Regions from separate parts of the Mus musculus genome. Here region 2 is linked to region 1. A link is a contact called in public HiChIP or PLAC-seq data. All regions are on one chromosome and are shown on one strand. Each heading gives the region's core, a stretch centred on a gene start, on an enhancer-like site or on the middle of the called end of the contact. The rest is flanking DNA. Distances are from core to core; before and after follow the strand shown.

Evidence for each region. HiChIP or PLAC-seq counts read pairs in DNA pulled down with a chosen protein or histone mark.
Region 2: a contact with region 1 is called in an H3K27ac HiChIP or PLAC-seq map of embryonic stem cells, with 8 read pairs. The contact joins the promoter of Pcgf1 here to the promoter of Slc4a5 in region 1. A contact is called at or near these places in 5 of 39 promoter capture datasets (the C10 cell line, the HPC-7 cell line, cranial neural crest and 2 more), 3 of 115 datasets of contacts at active chromatin or transcription factors (all in embryonic stem cells) and 3 of 9 other capture datasets (adipose tissue, liver and pancreatic islet).

The regions. Positions count from the first base shown.
Region 1 is chr6:83,233,136-83,240,733 of GRCm38.p6, forward strand. It overlaps Slc4a5 (solute carrier family 4, sodium bicarbonate cotransporter, member 5), which reads left to right and starts at 4,240. Exons shown (of 25, transcript NM_001166067.1): 1 at 4,240-4,627; 2 at 7,475-7,598. The coding sequence starts at 7,552.
Region 2 is chr6:83,073,781-83,081,378 of GRCm38.p6, forward strand. It overlaps Pcgf1 (polycomb group ring finger 1), which reads left to right and starts at 4,610. Exons shown (of 9, transcript NM_197992.1): 1 at 4,610-4,698; 2 at 5,115-5,220; 3 at 5,336-5,488; 4 at 5,654-5,725; 5 at 5,860-5,965; 6 at 6,142-6,175; 7 at 6,274-6,360; 8 at 6,770-6,850; 9 at 6,930-7,075. The coding sequence starts at 4,642. The coding sequence ends at 6,977.

The DNA of each region.
Region 1 (7,598 bases), core at 2,990-5,489:
TGCCTCAGGCAGTTCAAGAAATAACTCTTAGGGACCAGGGCTTTGTGCTTCCTCTTCCTCCTCCTCCTCCTCCTCCTCCTCCTCCTCTTCTTCTTTTTTGTTTTGTTTTTGTTTTTCGAGATAGGGTTTCTCTGTATAGCTCTGGCTATCCTGGAACTCACTTTGTAGACCAGACTGGCCTCGAACTCAGAAATCCGTCTGCCTCTGCCTCCCAAGTGCTGGGACTAAAGGCATGCGCCATCACACCCAGCTTGGCTTTGTGCTTCTTACACTCATGCAGGCCAGCAGATCCAACGAGGACAGAAATGACATAACTTCTAGGTCAGTTAAGATGGCCTGTGTTTTTGCTGTGGTCAGCATTTCTGACAAGCACCCATACCCATCTTGAGTGACTTACCTATACCCTGGGACTAGAGTGTGCTCTGGAAGAGAGGGTCTGCTCATACCTTGCTTACTTTAAAGTACAGTTCATCTACAAAGAGATCAGCTTCAGTGGAGCAGCTAAGGAGAGAGAGAGAGAAAGAGAGAGAGGGGGAGAGAGGGGAGAGAGAGAGAGAGAGAGAGAGAGAGAGAGAGAGAGAGAGAGAGCACAGAGACTTCTAAGAATTGGTCTTGGCCAGGGAAGTGTATATAGGCCATCCACCTGAGAGCAGAAAAGCCTCTACGCAAGGCACAAGGCACAGGCAGGCTTGGAGGACACAGCGACCTTGAGTCCCCTCCCTGGGCTGCATGGTCTCTCCAGCAGCTTGTGGCAGATCTATTCCTTCCTCTTTCTGCCTGCACCCTCAGCTTCCCAGGAATCATCAGGGAGGACCAGTTAACTGAGAGACCCAGGTCAGACTTTCCAGGCACAGATCAGATGTTTAATTAACAACTCCCGATCTCATGGGTTATGGCGCCCTGTATCGCTGAAAGACCGCTTTCAGGGGTGGGAAATGGGCTGGGCCCATGTCCCCAAAGCCATCTTCCACAAGAGGGACTGCTGTGAGCACAAACAGGCAGGTTCTCCTCTCCTGCCTTAGAGAACAACACATGTGGAGTTTATGTACAACGTCAGGAAAAGGAATTTCTCAGTCACGACACCAGGGCATGGAGTTCTCATACAGAACTCGCTCATCCCAAACACTCGCTTCACACCCTTGGCAAGAACGACCCTGGCACCCTCAGGCTTTGTCTCCCTCTGCCCTGTATTCTGGGGCCCAGTGCCACTCGCGGCAGCTCGCACCTCCTACAGCCCCACCCCTAGCTCCTGTCCCCGGGGTCTCAGGCACTTAGCTCCTTTCTTGTGGCAGCTAATCCCTCGCTGATGTGCTCATGATTTTAGTCAAAGTCACTCACCCAGAAACTATTTAGTGAGTGCCCCTGCTGTGTAAGCCCCGGGTCAGCAGACAGCAATGTCACGGAAGTGGGTCAGACCCTGACCATGCAGAGCCGAGGGAGAGGGGAAACAAGAAAGGCTCCGTCAGAGGCCGAAGTTACTGACTTTCAGGTGGCGCTAACTGCTCCCCAAAGCATTCCTAGGGTTCTGAAGCCCTTGCTCCTCGCTGGGGGTGGGGCTGGGGGTGGAGCAAGCTCGCTGGGGGTGGGGCTGGGGTGGGGCAAGCAGTCTTCACCTGTGCACTTCCATTAAACAAACAACCAACACCAAAAAAACCTAAAGCCACTCTGTGTCCTTCCAAATTTCCCCTCCAAGGCCAGGCCCAGTCTGTTCCTCCTCCTTTTCCTCCTTCTCTCCCTCCTCCTCTCCCTCCTCCTCTCCTTCCTACTCTTCCTCCTTTCCTCTTCTTCCTCCCTTCCCCTCCTCTTGTGTTCTCTCTTTCCTCTCCTCTTTTTTTTCCTCCTCACATTATTCCTTCCCTCCTCTTCCTTTCCTTCTGCTTCTTTCCTTTCCTTTCCTTTCCTTTCCTTTCCTTTCCTTTCCTTTCCTTTCCTTTCCTTTCCTTTCCTTTCTTTCCCTTTCCCTTTCCCTTTCCCTTTCTCTCTCTCTCTTTCTTTTCTTTTTTTTGTAAAACAGGTTCTTCTGTAGCCCAGGCTAGCCCGGAACTCACTTTACAGTTGAGGTTAACCTTGTGTTCCTGAGCCTCCTGCTTCTATCTCCCAAGTGCCGGAACTGCAGATGTGTGCCACTGCCCCTAGTTTGTCTGAGTCTGTTTCAACAATTGGGCCCACAGTATGCACCTCTTCCACTACAGACCAAAGGGGCCATTACTTGTGGCATTTCTCATGAGGAGGGCTAGCTTGTAACATACTAAGTGTACATGGGGCCACAGCACCTTAGGGAAGTCCCTGATGCAGTGGTCCAACATGTGGTAAGATAAACCTTGAGTGGGCAGGAAGGAGGGGCTGTGATAGGGAAGGGCCCCAGCAGAAGTGGCCGGGGCAGGGTCAGACAGTGAAAAGGACGAGGTCCCTGGGATGTTCAGGGTGGGAGCAGGCTGGTGATAGGAAGCTGGTCATAGCCACAAGCGCAATGGTAGGAATATCACTTGAGGGGCCGGTGAGTGCTTGTCACATTGCTAGGATTATTCCAGTTACTCTCCACCAGAATTCAGAGAAGTGGATGCCATCATTTCTACTTAGTTAGCAGGGAAACTGAGTCTCACAGAGGTTACTGCATTGCCAATACAATTACTGCTAATAATTTGCAGCATCAAGAGATGAACCCAGCTCTGGCCTCTCTACAATGTTAACGGTCTCTCCAGTTTCTTTTGAAATCTTTCTTTTTCTTTCTTTCTTTCTTTTTTTTTTTTTTTTTTTTTTTGTTTTGTTTTGTTTTTTTTTTTTTGAGACAGGGTTTCTCTGTGTAGTCCTGGCTGTCCTGGAGCTCGCTCTGTACACCAGGCTGGCCTCAAACTCAGAAATCTGCCTGCCTCTGCCTCCCAAGTGCTGGGATTAAAGGCGTGCGCTTTGAAATCTTTCTTTGGGTGTGGAGGTAGACCCTGCCTCTGACTTAGTGTGTCCTGTAGAGGGTGCTTCAGTAGGACTTAGTAGGACTCAGTAGGACCACACTCACAGTGGAGTGTAATCTATGAGGCCAGGACCCTCAGTGGGGACACTCCTGGGATGTCCACTGCTGGGGACTCTGTGATGGTAACTTTGCTTGGAGCTCCCCATGAACCTGATCATATTTCTGTTTCTTTACATGGGCAGAGTGGGAGCCAGGCATGGTGGTGCACACTTGTAATCCCTGAACTAGGAGTGTGATGCAGGAGGATGTCTCAGATTGGAGCTAGTTTTAGCTCAGTGAGTAGAGGGCTGGCCCAGCATAACAGAGGCCCCATTCAAGCCCCAGTGCTCTCTGATGATGTTGCGACAGCACCAGCACCCTGGCCTGTAATCTCAGACGCACCAGACTTCATCCTGTGTCTCAGACCCTGGAGGCCCATCTGGGCTGCACTTAACCCCCATCTCAAACAGACCCTGCTTGATCGTCTAACCTCAAGTATGACAATGTGGTCAGGGACCCGGGCATGGGACAGTATGTAGCCAGCTCTCCCCAGACAACTCACCTGCACCAGGGCTTTCTGAGGTGTCCACCAACTCCCCATTTTTATCTGTGAACTGAAGGTTTGCACTTCATCATCATCAAGCCCCCTCCCAATTCTAAGACTTCGGAACCGAGTTTGTAGTGCTGCCTCTGAGCCTCTGTGACCTCCGTTCAACCTTGCACATGGTAAGCACTTGTTGAGCCAAACCCCAGATTAGACATTTCTCAGAGAGCAAAGTAATTCCCCCATGGGGTTCATACATGCCCCCGAAGTGACCAGTTCCTGCTGTCCATGGGCTCCCAGAAAACATCCACTCAGTGACAACGCTTGTCATTTTGTCGTAGAAGTGGGTACAAACAGCAAATCCAGGAATTGGTTTAAAGTTGTGAAGAGAGCTAATCCAGCCCCATGCAACATTTTAAAGCCCACAGCAAGCACCACCCCCACCCCCCCAACAACAACAACCCAACCTCCACGCCCAACTCCCAGCGGTTGGTGAGGCTGTCCTGGCCAGGGCACCAGGCCTGCCAGGCTATTACAGACTGCTCACCTGCCACCAAAATCTCAAGATCTTAACGAGGCCCTAGGGGGGTTGTGTACAAATGCTACCTCCCAGCCCCAGCCTTTATAAGGAGCCTGAGAGGTGCCCTGCTCTACTGGAGCCTCCAGGTCTGTCCGGAAGGGCTCTAGGGGAGGGGGAGGGGCCCGCGGGGAGCGGGCGGGGGAGGGGCAGCTCTAGGTGTTCTCACACAGTCCTCAGCTGCCACCACCCTGCTGCTGAGGAGCACACAGGTCCCTGTTTGAGCTTCAGCGCTAAGCCTCCTCTCTCCATCATACCTCAGATTCCCCCGCCCCCTTTCTTTCTCATTTGCTGGTTTCTCCCAGGATTTCCACGAAATCACTCACACCCATCGCTATTTCTCTCGAGCCCCAATCCCCCACCTTCCCTCTCGTCCTTCTCCTGCCCTCCTCCTCCATGCCTCCCTTGCTGCTTAACTAGAAACAAAAGTGAGTTTGTTTTGTGGGGAAGAGGATACTGGAGGAGACCCACAGCCAGGGTAGCAGCCACAGAAGCAGGCTGGGGCCAGAGGCAGCACCAACCTCCGGAGACTCCAGCGCTCAGCTGTTCCAGGGAGCAGGTACTGCCCAGACAGGCTGGTGCTCGCTCGGATAGACCCCTACTCTGCCTGTGCTTTCTAATCTGCTATCTCTTAAGGATCTGTCCATTTATTTGCCTTCTCCTGGCCTTGAAGGATGTGGAAGATTGCAGATATACAAAATAGGGGACAGAGGTCTAAAGGATGGTATGGTCCTTGTTTTCAGAGAACTGTATGTGTGATTCTGATGTGACTGGGCTTGGGCACAGCAGAGCCAAGGATGCACTAGGCTAGGTCCAGATTGCTGGCGATGGTTTGAACCATATCACCAAACCCAAGCTTTAGGTAATGAAGAGCCACCCAAGGCTTTTCAGCTGGAAATCCACGAGAGCAAATCTACACTTGAGTTGCTATCGGGCTAGGGATGCAGCCCAGTGGTGGATTGCTTGCTAAGTGCAAACAGGTCCTGGGTCCCGTTCCCAGCAAGGCAAATCCAAAACTGAGCAGTAGCTAATAGACTGATCCCATAGGGAATTGGTTTGTTTCTTCAGAATCAAAGAGCCATAGTCATCTCCCAATTTGAAGGGAGAAAAGAGAAAACAATGAGGTTTTTGTTTGTTTGTTCTGTTTTAGGATGGTTGGTTATATATTTGTATATTTATTTATTTAGGAGATAGGATCTCTCTTTGTAGCCCTGGCTTTCTGGAAACTCACAATGTAGACCAAGCTGGCTTCAACCTCAAAGAGATCCCTTTGCATCTGCCTCCCAGGAGCTAGGATTAAAGGTGTATTGCCATAAAGGCACTATGCCTACACAAATTACCTTTTTTTAAAAAGAAATTTCCTTAAACTCAATAAGCCAGTGAAATAAGTTTAAAACAATAGAAACATTTCAAACTCAGATACATCTAGATCAGTGACGTTCATTGCGGGTCTATAACCACAGAAGTTACTAGCACTTTTTTCTGCTAAGAAAATCGTTTCTACCCTGTGTGGACAGGGTCCCCCTCAAAGAACGCTATGATTCTGGAAGTCCACTGCACAAGCTTGCTAGGAATATTTAAAGAGCGAACTCGGCTGCTGCCAGGCCATGGATGGGGTACCCAGAGGTGATGAGGCTGGGGAGGCAGCAGGGGCTGTTGGACGAGGTGCTGAGGACGGTGAGTGGAGGAAGGATCGGCCCCAAGGGTGGTGGGCAGCAGGGTACAGGCTAGCAGAGAGGAATCTAGTGGACTTCACACCTGCATGCCTTTATTTCCTCTCGGAAGTGGGCTAGAAGCCTAAGAAGTTTACTGAGAGGGACTAATGGTTGGGGCTGGCTCTGAGGGACACAGGAAGGGTGCAGACAAGGCCAAGCGGAAGGTTCCACGGCCAGAGGTTTTCTTCCATGAGTGCTGAGCCTGCATCCTGGGGTTGGTGGCGGTAAGAGGCAATAGGGCCATCTGTGGTCTAAGCCTTGTGACAGGTGTATCATGCTCACACGTAAGCGCTAACTGTGTGACTCATGTCCAGGTGGACTGTGTCTCCTACCTCTGGGACTCCAGGACACGTTCAACATGAAGATGATCGTGGTCCGTGGTGGGTCCTTGTCTGGGTGCTGTTGAATGCCTGGCTCTACCGGGAAGTTTCAGGGGAGAGAGAGGTTAGGTTTGAAAAGAGTTCTTCAAAATACGGACAGGGAAGGACCAAGTGATCAATAATTGAAGGCAGAAGTCGGAGAAACTGAAGAGATAAGAGACTCAGAAGAGGTGGGAAAGCTTCATGAGGTCAGTCTGCGGACAGTTGGTGGGAGGTTGAGTGAGGGGGCTGATGAGCAAGTAGTCTGGAAAACACACGGAGGAGATGGGAGGAGCCAGGGGAGCCAGGGATGCCTTCAGGCCATCGTTTGACATCTTGTCATCCCCCTGGGCAGCTCACTGAGTTGCAGCCACACTGCCCTTCACATGCTCATGGGCATGCTCACCACAGGGCATCTACAACACACTTCCTTCCCCCTGTGTCCAAGTCACATTTCAAATGCCATTTTCAGAGGGGCTTTGTGGCCAGCATACTCTATAGCTTCCTGTTTTCCTTGGTTGTTTTGTCTTTTCTTTTCTCTCCTCTCCTCTCCTCTCCTCTCCTCTCCTCTCCTCTCCTCTCCTCTCCTCTCCTCTCCTCTCCTCTCCTCTCCTCTCCTTTCTTTTTTTCAGAGCCCTCACCACTATCCCAAACGGTTGTTTATGGATTTGTTTACCTGCTTGTTTCCGGTCCTTGCCGTAGCTAGCACGTGGATCATTCCCACAGCTTTATTTCCCAGTCCCAAGGACGATGCCTGGCGCGGAGCTACTAGACAACGGGAAGAGGGAGGGAGTGGAAAGGAGGCGCCTGAGAAATGTTCAGGAGGTGGCTTCCAGCAGGTCACCGTGAGGAGGCAGGATACCCAGGAATCAGGCCCCCCTCGCCAGTGTGAAAGCCCACAGGGTGCTCTAGCCCCACCTTTCCGTGGACCCTCTGCCTCCTCGTGACCGCTGACTGCTGGCTCGGGACCCAGCGGAGCAAAAGAGAGTTCTAGGCTTTTGTGCGGAGTGTTGTTGGGTCAAGGTGTTCTGCTTTTCACTTTCCCAGTCCTGGATCCTGCTGCTGCTGTGCCTTTAGCCATTCCTCAGCCTTCACTGTCACTTATAAGACCCTGGAATCTAAACACAGCCCAAATTCCTTCTTATCTCAAAGATTAACACCTGCAATCCAGTCCAAAGGGACAAGAGTTCAGCTGACCCAGAAAATGGACTGAGCCTCAGAGAATGGAGAAATACCCCTCCCTTGCCCGGGTGCCTGCTCTGTTCCTGTGGGCCTTGGGGCCCTTCTGGCCTTTGGGCACTCGGCAGACCCAACTTCTTCATGTTTTTTCAGGGTCTCCAGCTGCTGAGCAGCTGCAGGACATCCTGGGGGAGGAAGATGAGGCTCCCAACCCCACCCTCTTCACAGAGATGGACACTCTACAGCATGATGGGGACCAGATGGAGTGGAAGGAGTC
Region 2 (7,598 bases), core at 3,360-5,859, 160 kb before region 1:
GGCCCTGGCCAGCTCCACCCGGCTCTCTTGAAGCCACTCTAAGTCCAACAGGCTGAAGGAAAGAAATGCTTACCTCTCATTCATCCCCTTAGGCCTACTACCCTGGCTGCTTTCCTTTAAAGTTTAAAATAAAAGTAAAAATAAAAAGCCAGGCAGTGGTGTCACATGCCTTTAATCCCACCACTTGGGAGGCAGGGGCAGATGGATCTCTATGACTTTGAGGCCAGCCTGATCCACAGAGCAAGTTCCAGGACAGCAGAAGTTGCATAGAGAAACCCTGTCTCATAGATAGATAGATAGATAGATAGATAGATAGACAGACAGATAGAGTTTAAAAAGCAGCTGCCGCCTCCTGTTCTTCAGTCTACTTTGCTGGTCTCAGGTCTTGAATTCACTATGTAGCCGTGGCTGACTTTGAATTCCGATCTTCCTGCCTCTACCTTCTAGGTGCTAGGATTACAGGAGTGTAACTGTTCCAGCTACAGCCCTTCATTCCAATTGCTAAATCCTTAATCTAAGCTACCAATGTCACCTACATTCTTTCATTTGTTCATTTAGTACATTTTTAAAAGACTTACTTAAATTTTTTGTCCATGTGTGTTTGCCTGCTTGAGATTATGTGAAGTACATGTGTGCAAAGACCCCCTTAGAGGACAGGAGTGTCAGATCCCCCCAACATGGGTGCTGGGAACTGAACTCCTGTCTTGCAGAGGCAAGAGCCATTGAGTGCTCCTAACTGCTGAGCTGTCTCTCCAGCCCCCATTCCGGGGTATTTTAACATGCACTGTGTGCTCAGATCTGGAGATATAGATGTGGATAGCACATTCTAGTCTAAAAGGCAGAGGAAAAACTAGAAAAATACTAGAAACAAATACTATAACATGCATATAGTATATGAAGAGATAGAATACACACAGAGAGATGCAAGACTACAACTCTAATTACCTTAGGAGGCTGAGGCAGGAAGATCACAGGTTTGAGGCCAGGTGGCAGAACACTGTTTTTCAAACAAAAGCAAGCGAGCAAGCTCAGTCAATACAGTGCTTACCAGACAGAGGTGAAGATCTGAGTTGAACTCCCAGGATTCCCGTGAGAGGCTGGGTGTGGTGGAGTACTGGCGGGGATGGGGATGGGGGCAGTGACAGGAGAGCCTCTGCACCTGTTGGCCAGCCAGCTTAACCTTATTAACAAGGAGGCTCTCCTCGGGTCTCTCAGGATCCTAAGGACACCAGAGTTTGACATGTATGCACACACATGTGCACTCAGTGTAGCATGAATATGCACATATACAAAACAAGTTACAAAAAAAAAAAAGAGATTTATCTTTTTAATTTATGGGTTTGCTTGTGAGTTTATGTGCAGCACGTACATACAAGAGGCCAGAAGAGGGCATCAGATCCCCTGGAACCTGAGTTACAAGTGGTTGTGAACAGCTTCATATGGGAACTAGAGATACACTCATCTGAAAGAGCAATAAACATGCTTAATCAGACCCCAAGTCAAAAAAAAAAATTTTTTTTAAAGAAAAAGATCCAGAACCTGGCATGGTGGCACATGACTTTAATCCCTTGAAAAGCAGAGACAGGTGATCTCTGTGAGTTCAAAGCCAGCCAGATCTGCTTCGTGAGTGCCAAGTAGCCAGGGCTAAATAGTGAGACCCTGTCTCAAAAACAAACAAAACTAAATAAACATCAACAATGCTAAAACAAGGGCAGTGGTGGCCCACGCCTTTAATCTCAGCCCTTGGGAGGCAGAGGCAGGCAAATTTCTGAGTTCAAGGCCAACCTGATCTACAGAATGAGTTCAAGACAGCCAGGGCTACACAGAGAAACCCTGTCTCATGAGAAGAAAAAAAAAACAACTAAAACAAAGCTAAAAATGATGCTAAATAAAATGTTAACAATGTTAAAGTGGTAAGAAGCATAAAGCAAGGAAACTAGAGGTCAAATAGGGTTATTTACGCAGCTGGGAGACAGAAGCCTCGTGGAGACCTGATGGGGAAAGAGACAAGGATGGCCAGCGTGTCAAAGCAGAGCCCATCTCAGTGTGTCTACGGAACAAGCATCGAGGAGCCCAGTGTGGCTAGAGAACCCGTGCAAGACCTTAGACTTTTATTCTGACTGGAAAGGGAAGCTATCAAGTTTTGGGGTTTGGTTTGGTTTTAGATTTATGTGCACGAGTGTTTTGTCTCCATGTATGTCTGTGTGTCACATACATGGTATAGTGCCTGTGAGGCCAGAGTGCCATGTATGTATGTGTGCCACATACATGGTATAGTGCCTGCGAGGCCAGCCTAGGGCACTGGATTGTCTACAGCTGGAGTGACAGAGTGTTGGAAACCTTTTATATGGTGCTGAGAAGTGAACAGAAGTCTTCTGAAAGAGCAGCCAGTGCTTAGCATCTGAGCCATCTCTCTAGTCCTTGAGGTTGCTTACTTGTATGTTCCTAGGGTCAACAAAGAGCTGGGGCAAGCACTTTACTACTGAGCTGTACGCTCTGCACTATTAAAATATCTTAAATTGGAAAAGGACAAAAACCAAGCAGATTATTTGTTTTGGTTTTTTGAGACATGATTTCTCTATATAGCCCTGGCTATCCTAGAACTTGCTCTGTAAACCAGGCTGGGCTCAAACTCAAGAGATCTACTGCCTCTGCCCTGCCTGTTAGAATTAAAGGTGTGTGTCACCATACTTGGCTCCACAATTTTTTCAATGTTATGATTTACTTATTGTTTTTGTTGATTTTGAGACAGTCTTAAGTGTCTAGGTTAGCCTCAAATTTGCTATGTAGCCTAGGATGGCCCTGCACTCCTGATCCCCTAAGCTTGTGCCATTTTTTTTTTTAACAGTTTTTTGTTTTTTTCGAGACAGGGTTTCTCTATAGCCCTAGCTATACAGTGCTGGGATTAAAGGTGTGCGCCACCATGCCCTGCTTTTTTTTTTTTTTTTTTTTTTTTTTCTTCTGAGACAGGGTTTCCCTGTGTAGCCCTGGATGTCCTGGAACTCACTCTGTAAACCAGGCTGGCCTTGAACTCAAAAAACCGGCTGCCTCTGCCTCCCAAGTGTTCGGATTAAAGGCGTGTGCCACCACTGCCCAGCTGGAACTCACTTTTAACAGTTTTCTTGAGGTCTAATTTATGATACGCTGCAAGTTGCAAGTATTTAAAGTGTATACTGTAATTGGTTTTGCCCCATGTACATGTCCACTAAACTAGCACCACCATCAACATGAGAAACACATCATCAAAAACGTGTGTTCTTTGTAACCTATGATCAGAATCACTTTGCCATGCTGTGGGAAGAAAGGTCTAAAGAGGGAACGATATAGACATGGGCAAGCAGTCAAGACCTGCAGTGGCTCAGAGGTGACTAGGTGGCCTGGGCCAGGAAGGTAAACCATAGCTGTATGTAGTCGATTAACAAGTCTTTAATACTTTCCTGACGCTTATGTACTACCACTTATGGGGTAACAGACATACACTCCTTTCTGTGAGGTTCCTGTTACCTTCAACCTAATTATTCCAGTTCTTTTAGACCCCATTCCTTCCATTGGGGCTCTCAATCCACACCTGTTTCTTTGGTCGTTCCTCTTCACACTGCCTTTTTTTTCTATTTCCATCACATTTATACCTCTCGTGCATCCATTTGTCAATCATGCCCACACAAGAGTCCCAATTTTCTCCAGAGAGCCTTTCAAGTTTCCGCCAGTCTCTCCCCTCTCACTCGAATCTCCAGTTGTACTCGATGCTAATAACGCTTCAGAGTAAATTTATTCTTTTAAAATTCCGCCGTAGGGACCCAGTGATGACAGTGTACCAGACCCGGGAACCCCTGTGTCCTCCCCAAGTGCGGGCCCGGGCCTATGCTACTGCAGGCACTCGCTGCCCAAGTCTCCTCGCTGTCAATCCTCCCCTCCTCCTTCGGCATCTGCTCTGCATTAGTCTGTCCCAGGCCTCCGCAGGCGCCGATGATTAAATCATCATCATTAGCCAGGGCCTATTCTCCCCATCCTCGGCAGCAGGGAGAGAGTGGGGAGTAAGAGCTCCCGGTTCCCCGGGGGGTCTCTCCCTCTCCACCCCGCCCAGGGCACCCTCTCCCAGACTTCGCGAGCCCGGAAAAAACTCCCGCGGCGCAGACGGGAGAAGGCCCGCGGCTGGGACGCAGCTCCGCAACGCGGACGCCGCAGCGGAGCAGGACTGCACTGTATAGAGAGGACCCCGGGTCGGAGGCGAGGTCGGGTCCCAGGACTCCCACACTCCGGAGCTGTAGCGGCGGGCGATAGCCCGGCTTCGGGGTCCCAGGGCACACAGGCTCTCTTAGCACAAGCTACCGAAGTTGATCCAGAGGTTGTGTGCGCGCCGTTGGAAGGACGCCCGTGGGAGCGTGCACCGCAGAGACCCTGCTTCACTCAACCCCCCTCCATAACGACCACCGATTGTTGGGGGGGCAGCGGGCTCAGGTGAGCACACGGGGAGCTAAAGAGGGGGCGAGGGCGGGGTGTGCCGGAAAACTAGCCAATCCGGAGAATGTGAGGCCCTCGTTGCTAGGAGACAAGTCCCGCCCCGCAGGCGGTACCGGAAGTGGCGGGCTGGGATCAGCCTTTAAGATGGCGTCTCCTCAGGGGGGCCAGATTGCGATCGCGATGAGGCTTCGGAACCAGCTCCAGTCAGTGTACAAGATGGACCCACTACGGAACGAGGTGCAGGGGCAGCGGGATGACTGCTGGGGTCCGTTAGCTGTGTGAACCCAAACGAAGGAGAGGACGGGTGGCGGCGGGATGGGCGCCCAGTGCGCTTGCGCAGCCACGGGGTGCGCGATACGCACGCGCGATTCTGGCCGAGTTGCCAAACGCTGGACTTGGACGCTTGCGCGTTGTGTCTCCGACAGCGTCTGGTCTCCCGAGGGAAAAAAGAGAGTCAGGCGGGTCCGCGAAAAGAGAGCACCCGCTGTGCGCGGAGCCCTCTGCTGGGCGAAGGGGGAGCTCACTCCCCCGTCTCTTCTCGGGGGCCAGACGACCCAGTCCAATAACAAACTGCTCTGTTGCTGGGAATTGCAGAAGGTGAGATGGGGTGGGCTTGCAAGACCAGTGGGGAGTGACTGAGGGTGTGTCCACAGGAGGAGGTCCGGGTGAAGATCAAAGACCTGAATGAACACATCGTTTGCTGCCTGTGCGCGGGCTACTTCGTGGATGCCACCACCATCACAGAGTGTCTCCACACCTGTGAGTGTCCCGGATCCTGTCTCTCCTCTTCCAAGCTGGCTGCCAGCCTCTGTGCTGCCTGTCCCATGTGTCGGGTTCCCAAGGGACCTGAGCATCTTCGTTTCTCCTCTTACAGTCTGCAAAAGTTGTATCGTGAAGTACCTGCAAACCAGCAAGTACTGCCCCATGTGCAACATCAAGATCCACGAGACGCAGCCGTTGCTCAATCTCAAACTGGATCGGGTCATGCAGGACATAGTGTATAAGCTAGTGCCAGGCTTGCAAGACAGTGAGTGGCCACCTTATATTTGTGGGGCCTCCTGACTCTAATGCTGGGTGGCACCTTGACGTTTTGTTCCCAACAGTTTTGTTGGGAATCAAAAAAATACAAAGATAAAGAGGTCAACAGCCAAAACAAAGAGAATTAATATGGCTGCCCTTCACCCCTCCTTAGGTGAAGAGAAACGGATTCGGGAATTCTATCAGTCCCGAGGCTTAGACAGAGTCTCCCAGCCCAGTGGTGAAGGTATGTCCTTGGTGCTCATTTGGGGGAGGGGGGCAATTAAAGCCCTCAGAGCATCTCTTTTGCCTGGTTTTGCTCTCTGGGGAGAAGAGGGTATGGAACCTGTACCAGCCTCCTCAATATCTACTTTTCCTCAGAGCCAGCCCTGAGCAACCTTGGCCTCCCCTTCAGCAGTTTTGACCACTCTAAAGCCCACTATTATCGATATGATGAACAGCTGAGCCTATGCCTGGAGCGGCTGAGGTGAGGGGCAGGTCAGAGGTTGCGTGAAGTGATACTACTGGTGACCCAGATGCTAAGGGACTTGGGGGGAAGGGTGAGGGAGTGTCTGCTCCCCTGAAGAAAGTGTGCTGTGGTGCTTGTGCTAGGTAGGAGACAAGAAAAGTGGAACCCTCTAACTTGTATCTGTTTCCATCCAGTTCTGGCAAAGACAAGAATAAAAATGTCCTTCAGGTGAGAGGGGTTGAGGGGAGGGCCCCTTTGAAGGAGCCGTTTCTCCCAGCAACCCTTCCCTCAGACACCTGTGCCCTCCCCTCCTTCTCTGTTCCTAGAACAAGTATGTTCGGTGTTCTGTGAGAGCTGAGGTCCGCCATCTCCGAAGGGTTCTGTGTCACCGACTAATGCTAAATCCACAGCATGTAAGTAAGCCCATCATGTTACGGGGAAAACAAGGGACTGAAAGGGGAGGGCATGTCTGGCTTGCCAGCTTGTACCTGGAAGAAAGCTCAGGCCGGAAGATCACTTCAAGTTCAGGGCTAGCCTAGGCTATATAGTGAATTCCAGGCTAGTCTGGACTCCAGAGTAAGACTTTGTTTACAGGAGCAAAAAAGGTTTGAGAGCGGTCTGCTCAGATAGCTTAGTCAAGTATTTGCCTTTCAAGTACCAGGATCAGAGTTCAGTTCCCAGACCTAAAAACAAACAAAGAAAACCCTAGCATAGTAGTGCAAACTTGTAATCGCAGCAGTGGAGCCGCACAGAGGAAGAGACGGACAGAGTCTAGGGACAAGTCTCTGTCCAGCACTACTTCCCTGCCCATCTCCCTCTTAGGTACAGCTCCTTTTTGACAATGAGGTTCTCCCAGATCACATGACAATGAAACAGCTATGGCTGTCCCGCTGGTTCGGCAAGGTAAGCCGGGTGCACAGTGGGCTGAGGGGCCAGCAGGTGCTGAGAGCCCACTCACTCCTTCTTTCCCTTTTCTCCTTAGCCATCTCCTTTGCTTCTCCAATACAGTGTGAAAGAGAAGAGGAGGTAGGGGCCAGGCTTGCTTCCACCCCCTTCCCACCCCTCCCCAGATATTTATGTGAAATTAACTGTGGCTTTATTTTTTGAAATAAATGCTTTTAAAAAGCACTTTTCATCTTCCTTCTTACCTGCTACACACTCAGGCTTTGGCCTGGGTCCTAATTCCTCTTAAGTCTCCCAGCTCTCACTGGAAAGAAAGGTCTCCTCCATCTACCAAATGCCCTCAATGGCTTGCCAAAGAAGAGGGATAGAGGCTCACGGGGAACTGGAACCTGGCCCTTTGGTGAAGGAATGCTATCTAGATGGCAGCTCTTGCTGTCTTCATATGCTGCAGTATATGGTGCCAGCCCCAGTGGATGTCACAATCCATGTCAAGAGAGGACATGTGGCCACAATAGGACTGAAGAGGAAGAAGAGTAATATTTAAGGAAAAATCCAAATAACTTTATTCTGTATAGCTGGAAAATAGAAACAAGAAAGACCCTACGAATGGCATCTAGTAGAGCAGATCTGAGCCCAGGACAGAAGGGTCAGCTAGCTTAGGGAAGGGGGGTCAGTGAAGCCAAGATGAGGAAACGGTGGTCGAGGAGGAGCTATTGTCTTTAACAAAATCTCAGCAGTTTGAGTTTAC